3 separate regions of the Mus musculus genome follow, and regions 1 and 2 are each linked to region 3. The links are chromatin contacts, called in public HiChIP or PLAC-seq and Micro-C maps. All regions are on one chromosome and are shown on one strand. The core of a region is the stretch at or near the end of the contact, and the rest is flanking DNA. Distances in the headings are between cores, read along the strand shown.

What was found. A called contact is a pair of places that touch in the nucleus more often than the background predicts. HiChIP or PLAC-seq counts read pairs in DNA pulled down with a chosen protein or histone mark.
Region 1: a contact with region 3 is called in an H3K27ac HiChIP or PLAC-seq map of trophoblast stem cells, with 9 read pairs. The contact joins two enhancer-like sites. A contact is called at or near these places in 1 of 15 datasets of contacts at CTCF or cohesin (stem cell-derived epiblast-like cells), 3 of 484 Hi-C or Micro-C datasets (the N1E-115 cell line, Sertoli cells and nephron progenitors), 4 of 115 datasets of contacts at active chromatin or transcription factors (epiblast stem cells, heart atrium, stem cell-derived epiblast-like cells and 1 more) and 1 of 9 other capture datasets (embryonic stem cells).
Region 2: a Micro-C map of granulosa cells shows a contact between it and region 3, with 2.6 times the contacts expected there. The contact joins two enhancer-like sites. A contact is called at or near these places in 1 of 15 datasets of contacts at CTCF or cohesin (stem cell-derived epiblast-like cells), 6 of 484 Hi-C or Micro-C datasets (the HL-1 cell line, adipose-derived mesenchymal stem cells, embryonic stem cells and 3 more) and 1 of 115 datasets of contacts at active chromatin or transcription factors (heart atrium).

What each region holds. Positions count from the first base shown.
Region 1 is chr8:125,512,794-125,515,493 of GRCm38.p6, reverse strand. All of the region lies in intron 2 of Sipa1l2 (signal-induced proliferation-associated 1 like 2), which reads left to right. Among named protein-coding and RNA genes, the nearest start is that of 4930566D17Rik, 8.2 kb to the left of the region's middle. Within about 2 kb of position 1,378, at least 97 of the 459 cell types and tissues checked have an H3K27ac peak or open chromatin away from gene starts, as enhancers often do. A contact at or near this core is called in trophoblast stem cells, where this site is marked.
Region 2 is chr8:125,165,865-125,168,564 of GRCm38.p6, reverse strand. All of the region lies in intron 9 of Disc1 (disrupted in schizophrenia 1), which reads right to left. Among named protein-coding and RNA genes, the nearest start is that of Disc1, 110 kb to the right of the region's middle. Within about 2 kb of position 1,369, at least 4 of the 459 cell types and tissues checked have an H3K27ac peak or open chromatin away from gene starts, as enhancers often do. A contact at or near this core is called in granulosa cells, where this site is marked.
Region 3 is chr8:125,342,769-125,345,543 of GRCm38.p6, reverse strand. No RefSeq gene overlaps it. Among named protein-coding and RNA genes, the nearest start is that of Gm30713, 42 kb to the left of the region's middle. Within about 2 kb of position 1,378, at least 101 of the 459 cell types and tissues checked have an H3K27ac peak or open chromatin away from gene starts, as enhancers often do. A contact at or near this core is called in granulosa cells and trophoblast stem cells, where this site is marked.

The sequences.
Region 1 (2,700 bases), core at 129-2,628, 170 kb before region 3:
GCAGCGTCTTTACTGTAGACAAGTTACTTCTCTCCATCTTGGACGTGCCCTGTCTCCATAATAAGAATTCATGGCAAAGATGTTAACCTCTGTGTTGAAAAAAGAAAATGTGAATGCTAAGTTAGTATCAGGGATGTAGGACTATTGAAATGTGGATTTTCAGTTTTCAGTTTGTTATGTGTTTCCTGCTTCTCAGAGTGAAGTCTGTTCAATCCCTTCGTGCACTCCACAAGGTTGGTGCTATTATCTTTTGGTTGTGTAGACTGTGATGGCTTCGACACTAATAATGGCTTACTCTAGACTGGCGTGTGTGCATGCGCATATATACATTTCTAAGTGCAGTCACACATGTATATATGCTCACATGGAGGACAGAGCCACCCTCAGGTGCTTACACTCTTGAGGTGCCATACACCATGGGTTTTTTTAATTTTAATTTTAATTTTTATGGTTTTGCTTTTGGTTTGTTTGTTTTAAGACAGACTATTGACTAGCCTGGTGATAAACTCTCTTAGAAATAAACTAGTTGGTCAATGAACCAGAGGCCCACCTGTGACTGCCTCTGAGCTGTGTGTGTGTTATCACTGTCTCCCAGCCGTGACCATATATGTTGTCACTGTCTCTCCAGCTGCGAGCTCTCATGCTGGGCTTTTCTACTCCGGTTCTTGGGCTCAAACTCAGGTAAGTCCTCAGGCTTGCATGGTCAGCGCTTGGCAAGCCTGAGACCCAAGTATTTTGTTGCCTGCTTTGCTGGGCTGGTCAGGTGGCCAGTGCTGCCTTAAGCTCTTAGCTGCTCAGTCAAGACACTTTTTAAAGCATCGTTGTACTGGAAGCAATCAATGTAATAATAAAATCTATGTATCAGAGAGGGGAAACCTCATGCCACAGTGCGTGTGTGGCGGTCAGAGGACAACTTGTACCGTCAGTTCTGTCTTCCCATCTTAACATAGGTTCAGAATCCAACTGTGGTCACCAGGCCTGCAAACACTTTACCATCTTGCCTCTAAGAAACTTGAAAATCCTGTATTTGGTATTTGAGAGCCAAATCACTGGTGAGCTGCCAGCATCTGTATTCCTAGACTTTCCTGGGTGACAGGCAGTGGAGGTGGAGAAGCTGCTTTGGCACAAGAGAAAATTAGCAAGAACCACGGTAATCGTCATATTGCAGGTATTGCCTTCAAAGAGTGAGAAAGTTCTCTTTAGTGGCCACGACTATGTGACTCATGGGTCCTGGCTTGACTTCCCTATGTCACCTGCTGCCCTCTCATCTTCATGGAGAGGGTGTGAGGGCTGACGCGGTTCACCCTCTGAGCACACAGAGCCTGTGGGAGTGTCCAGCGAGGAAGGCAGCCAGCCTGAGGGAGCTGCAGCCTACCCTCCTTTCCTGTCCTTTGTCTATTGTGAGAAGCTTAGCATGCAGCCATTACTCCTGTGATCTGCCTGCCTGGGAGCCGCACTATTTTTAGGAACTTCTCCACACAATAGGTTTATAAAAAGGCTATTGAGCCTTTTTAGGCTCTGTGTTCTGTCTGACAAGGCTGAGTTACAAGCAGGCTTTCCTGCCTCACTGCTCAGGAGGGCACGATTCTCTCTTCTTCTACATCTTCTCTGCTCTTACTTAGTTGTTTCTTCCTTGGAAAGTGCTTGGAGACCCAGAGGTCTGCTGGTCCTGTACAGCTATGGCAGGAATCTGGGGAGCACTCTGTTGTATGTGGAGCACTCCCGGTGTCTGTGGAGCACACTGGTGGATGTGGAGTTCTCCAGTATCTGTGGAGCACTCTGTGCAGTTTCTCCAGCTCTGTTTCACACACACTGGTTAAGTTGCAGTTTTTTATTTCTCCTCTTTTAAAAATGTGCTAACATATGCACAGTTAGTGGTGCTGCTGGGGAAAGTGAACAAGGGAGCTGGTTCCTCCTTCCGAGTCTTTCGTGTCTTGAGTTGTTTTCTCAGAGGAAGGGATCCCATTGGCCTGGCCTGATGACCAATTGAGAAAGCAAGTACTGTTTATTATTTGACGTTTGTTTTAAGAGACCACTTGGGCTGGGGTGTCACTAGCTTAGTTGGCAGCATGCTTCTCTAGCGTGAAGGAGGCCCTGGATTCCATCCCCAGTGCCACAGAAGTCAGGTCTGACATCCCAGCACTTGGCAGGTAGGAGCAGGAAGATGACAGGTTCATGATCAGTCTTGGCTGCAAGGTGCATTCAAAGCCAGCCTGGTCTTTATGAGACCCTGTCTCTGCAGAATCAAAGAGGATGAGAAAGAGCAGTCGGGCAGTTGGATCTTGTTAGTTTCTGATTTTACGCTCTGAATATGTTTGCTCATCAGGATGGAAGGGCTGACTTGCTTGCCATCACTGAAGCCTGCCTGCCTCTTATAGAACCTGACGCTCTCCTGAGGCCACGGGATAGACTGGCCACTTCTTCCCCTTGGTATCTCTCAGTTAAGATGCTGTACCAAGCAATGCACTAGACTTCACGCCGTGAGACTGACTTTTTCAAACACACAACTAAATGAAGATCATTCTCAAACTAACTTTCTTCTAGGTGATTAGTCAAATAAAGTTGTTGTTGTTGTTGTTGTTGTTGTTTTTAGTGTTAATTGTAGGAGGTGGTAGACGAGAAGCTGTCCATATAACCCTGGGATACTTGCAGAGGGCTGGCCTTCCAGGCCTTGGGATATGTTCCTGGGATGTCAGCCAC
Region 2 (2,700 bases), core at 120-2,619, 180 kb after region 3:
CCTAGAACTTCAAGAGGTACTCAGCTGTCCAGGGTAAGGGCAGCTCCTGTTACCTTTGCAGCTGACTGTCCTCATGTACCAAGGTCAAGTTCAGAACAACAATGATAATAGGAAGTCACATGCAGAACCCTAGAGGGAGCGGTGAATGGACAGCAATGTCCTGGCAGGATCTGACGTCACCTAATAAAGAAGCTAGGAAGAACAAGAGGGCTCACATCCCTGAGCCTAAGAGCTGCTTGTCCATCCCGACACGGCTTTCTCCAGCCACTGTTAGAAATCACATTTTAAAAATGTTTTATATTGGGGTACAGATATAGCTTAGTGGTAAGCACAAGGGCCCGAGTTCAATCCCCAGAGCCCACATAAGAAGCCGGGTGAGATGAGACACTTGTAATCCCAGTGGAGGCAGAGACAGAAGGATCCCCGAGGCTTCTGGTCAACCAGTCTAACCAAATAGGTAAATCCCAGGTTAGGGAAGATCTTAAAACAAAGTTGAGGGTGCCTGAGAAACGGCAACCAAGGTTGACCTCTGACCCTGACCCCCACTCACGTGGGCGTGCAAACCTAAACTCAGATGTTGCTCGTTTCCTAGTTTCCCCTTAAGATATTTTATCTATAGGCTGCATAGATGGTTCAGCAATCAAATACATGTACTGCTTTTACAAAAGGCCTGAGTTCTGTTCTCAGTACCCATACCTGGTGGCTCACAGTGCCTGGAACTTCAGTCCCAGGGGATCCAATGCCCTCTTCTAGCTTCTGGGGGCACTGCATTCAGGGTGTGTATAACCCTCTCCCCCAAATCGCTCACATGATTGTTGGTCTTTTTGTTTTCGTTTTTCCATTTTAAAACCTAAGAAACAGGTATTTGGCTTAAGACTGAAAAGATTATGGAGCACTGTGCCCACGCAGACCCAGACCTGCCTTTCCTGCTCGCTTGAGCTACATTTGACCTTGGACACAGCGTTCCTTCTGAGTTGCTGTTTCCCAAGATCCAAAAGCAGCTGAACCCAGACTATGACTCGGTTTTATTACATTCCAATCCGTGGAAGCTTTAATTCACACAGGAATTTGTTTTCTTTTAGTTTTAATTACGTGGATGCACATATGCCTCTGTATGCATGTACATGTGAGTGCATTACCTGTAGAGGTCAGAAGGGGGTGTCACTCCATGAGAACTGAGGAGCAAGCATGGGTCCTCTGCAAGAATGCTTGCTCTTCCCCATTAAACTATCCCCTGGTCCCTGAAATACATTTTTTATTTCTTCTTACCAACTCTTGGATGGTTCATTTGAGTGATCTAAAGCCACACCTCCTCAGCCTCAGACACAGGCGAGCAAACCCACAGGGAGAGGGTGGCTGACCCAGCATAATACTATCATGAACGGAGCACAAAGATTCCCCAGCGCGAGCCATCTGCAGTTCAGTCGTCTCCTGTAACAATCTCCCGTTCCGCTTGTTTATGTTTTATTCATCATCTTGAAAGTATTTAGTGAAGTAACAATGATGAGATTCACAAATACTGCACAGCGCTTTTTTTTTATATAAAGATATTAATGGCTTTAAGGGCTCACGCACCATTCAAATGAAAACATCGTTGGGTTAGATTTGCTCAAATCTGTTTACATCTCCTTGATTCTTCCATAGAATCCATTCCCCCGTTTTGTGTAAAAACTGAGTGCTTACACTGTGAAACATTTTGGTTTTTCTTATTCATAAGACTTAAAAAAAATCGACTACAAAAGTCTGCTGGAGCTCTACCGTGCTCCGGTCAGTCATGACGAAATGAGCCAGCCTGCAGGGCCTGGGACCCTGGAGCTCCCCCCTCACTGTGCGTGCTCCACACACAGCCTTGGGCTGCATGTGGCAAAACAAACAAATGAATAAATAAAAGATTTGGCCTGTAAGAGAGAGAGGGATGGCTGGGCAGTGGTGGCCCATGCCTTTAATCCCAGCACTTGGGAGGCAGAGGCAGGCAGATCTCTGAGTTCAAGGCCAGCTTGGTCTACAGAGTGAATTCCAGGACAGCCAGGGCTACAGAGAAACCCTGTCTTGAAAAACTTAAAGAGAAAGAGAAGGTAGTTCAGTGGGCAGAAACCCATGCAAGCTCCGTGAGCCGAGTAAAGGTGGACTGAGAAGTGACTCCTGAAGGTTGCCCTCTGACCTCTGCGTGACCAACGCAAAAATAACACGCAAAAAAGAGAGAGACTCTCTGACCCTTTCCTCTCTCTGACTCCCTTTGCTCTCTCTGATCTCTTTCTCCCTCTCTTCCCTTCCCCCTCGTCCCGCTCTCCAAGTGTCCCTGGCCAGCCCCTAATTCTCCTCCCTATCCCACCCCACCCTGTGTCCCTGTCCTCTGTCCCCTCTTTCTCCTCTTTCTCAGCCTCTATTCCCTGCTCACCCCCCCTCCCCATGCCCCCAAACAAACTCTATTTTATACTAAAAGAGGGAGGAGGGGCCCGGGAGTGAGTGGGGCTCTGTGGTTAAAACTGGAGCTGCTCTTACAGAGAACCATGAGTCCTGTTTCTAACTCCCACATGGTAATTGTATCACCGGCTCCAGGGTCATCTGGCACCCTCTTCTGGCTTCCTCAGGTACTACACTAACATGCACAACCCCACCCCCATACATAACTTAAAATAAAAAATTAAATACTTCATAAGGAAAATTTAAAGAGTTAAGGGAAATAATGCTAGGCTCTGA
Region 3 (2,775 bases), core at 129-2,628:
GCTCTGGCAGACCTTGATCTTCTCCCCCATTCCCTCTGCCTTGCTAAAACCCAGTTAGATTCCTAAAGCTAGCCACCAAGGTCTATTCCTTTATTTGGCAACTTCCTCCTCCTGAGGCTGACCATCAAGGACCAGCAATCAAAGTATTGAAGTCCAGCAATCAAAAGCCCACTTTGGCTCACCTAATTAACATGCTCAATTAAAGTTAAACACTTCATCCTAACGCGGGGCTTTCCTCTTTCCCTTTATAAACCACCATTTGCCTATGGGCCACATCTCTCTCCTCTCTATCCAGAGGCAATTCTCTGTGTCCCACCCACTCCAGTACAAATACCCCTCCCCCCTCTTGTGAATGAATGTTTGTCTACTTGTGTGTCTGTGTACCATTGGCATGCTTGATGCCTGTGGAGGCCAGAAGAAGCTGTCAGATCCCCTGGAACTAGTGTTATGGGTGGTTGTGAGCTACCATGTAGTTCTGGGGACTGAACCCTGGTCCTCTGTAAGAACAATCAGTGCTCCGAACTGCTAAGCTCCCCACACCCCTCACCCATGCTCAAACTGTTTTATGACAGCAGCAGAGAGAAAACTAGAACAGGGTGCCGGAGAAAGTGGCGAGATAAATGCTCGTCTTCTCAGCCGTCTCCTCAGCCTGCCTCCGAGTGTCCTGCGGTTTCAGGGCAGAAGAGGGAACTCTCTTAATTATTTATTATAATTTTCCTATGGTTTACTACCTTACATATTTTATGCCTGACAAATATGCGGCCTGAAAAATCTTCCCCACAAATCAAAGATGACTTGATGGTTTTGTGGAGTTAAAGTTTTTAATCCCGAGGGAGCACATGAGCATGTGGGGTATTTCTGGGGGTTTGCCTTGTGGATGTTGCAGTGGGGTGATCATCTATGTGCGGGCACTGGCCTGAAGTCTGGGATCCCAGGGGAGGAGGGCAAAGACATCTCAGGTATTTAGAAGCAGCAGTGAACCCAGGGGAGTGACCTTCTCGGCTATCAGACACATCTCCAGGTCCCAAGACAGAAACCTAAGCCTTTTCCACAGCTCAGAGGCCCAGAGTGCTCAGCACCTCTCTGATCTTTTATCCCTCTCTCCTGCCCGATTACTGGAGGCTGAGGAGAGGACAGTGGCTGGCTCTGATGTGGAGCTCAGAGCAGCCCACGGAATATCCCTGACAGGCGCAGTGTGGCTGCCAGACAACCAGGCTTGCTAGCTTTATAGAGACTCTCTTGCCTGAACCCTCTTTCAGAATACTTCATCTAAGTTGCCACAGGATGTGACCAATGCCTCAGGATGCCACCCACAGATGTTTGAAGGGTCCCTGGGGGGCAATAGAGACCTCTCATCCCTTCCTCTGCTAGCTCGGTGACGAAAGAGCCGGGTGAGTGAGTCAGACGTGGGCAGAGATTGTCACACATAGATCAGTGTGTTTACATCCTAGAGCAATTGGAAGAAAAAAATAACTTGTTGTATCTCTCCACAAGTTGATGACTCATCCATTCCTTGCGACGTGTTTTAGCTAAGAAGTAATAACTCTTCATTAGGAGGCTGCCCAAGGGTGCTGAGTTGCCATGGCAACGGCCCTTCACACAGACAGACGTTCATGATCTCCCTAGGTATCTCTTCATCTGACATCATTCCAGGACATTCAGTATTTGGACCGGAACATAGAAGTATGGCAGACATTTGTTTACAAGGATGGGCATGTCTGTGGCGGTGCCTGAGTACCCGAGAAGGGCAATTTGTCAATTTATATGGGGTAGAGATATATTTAGTCCTTGGTTATGGAAACTAGGAAGGCTGGGAGCATGGGGTTGACGTCTTCTCTGCTCATGATGAAGCAAAGGGTGTCACATGGTGAGACACGGCAAGCTGGTCAGAGGAAGTGAAGGTGCTAAGGAAGCCAGTCCTGAACAACCTGTCACTTGGTTAATGCTAGAGTAAAGGAGAGTGTTCAGTATCTCCTCCTTTCGGTAGTGCTTCCCTGGGGACCAGGTTTCTAAGGCTTGGACTTTGTGGAATATATAGCAGGGTGCATATAAGTGTAATAGATGTATGTGTGTATAATATATGCGTATATATATTACATGTATAATACATATCATATAATACATGTATTAAATAATATATTGCATGCATATATGAATATATTACACATGTGATACATATTGTATAACACATGTGCATTATAATAATACATATCATATATATGTATGTGTGTACATATGCAATATAATGACACTATATAATTATAATATAGATGCTTTCTCTAGGCTGGACAGGACCCTTGCCATCTTGAAGTAGAATAGCTGTGATCCTCATGAGATCTGGTCTGTTAATGTTCCTGCATGGAGGAATGGGAAGAATTCACCAGGCAAAGGAAGCACAAGGCCTCCCAAATACCCCCACGAGTTCCCTCCTCTCCCAAAGATGTCAGTCACTATTAAGTATGAAATAAAGAGTTGACTGGGCTGGGACTTGCTGTCAGCGTGGCTGCCCTTGAGTGCTCTTGTTCCTGTAAACAATCTCCACAGAGCCACCCATTCACTCCTTGGACGAACACTTCCCTTTGGCTTGTTGATGTCCTCTCTATTTGGGATGAGCTGGTGCCACTCGGGTCTCCCTGGGAGGGGGTGGCTAGATGGTCTCTGGTAACCTGGCTGCTCTCCGCTGCCTTCTCCAGCAGGAGGTACCACACAAGCCTCATCGAAGCTCCTCACTAACTCTGGCTCCGTGTCCAGGCAGCCAACAGACTCGGGTTCTTC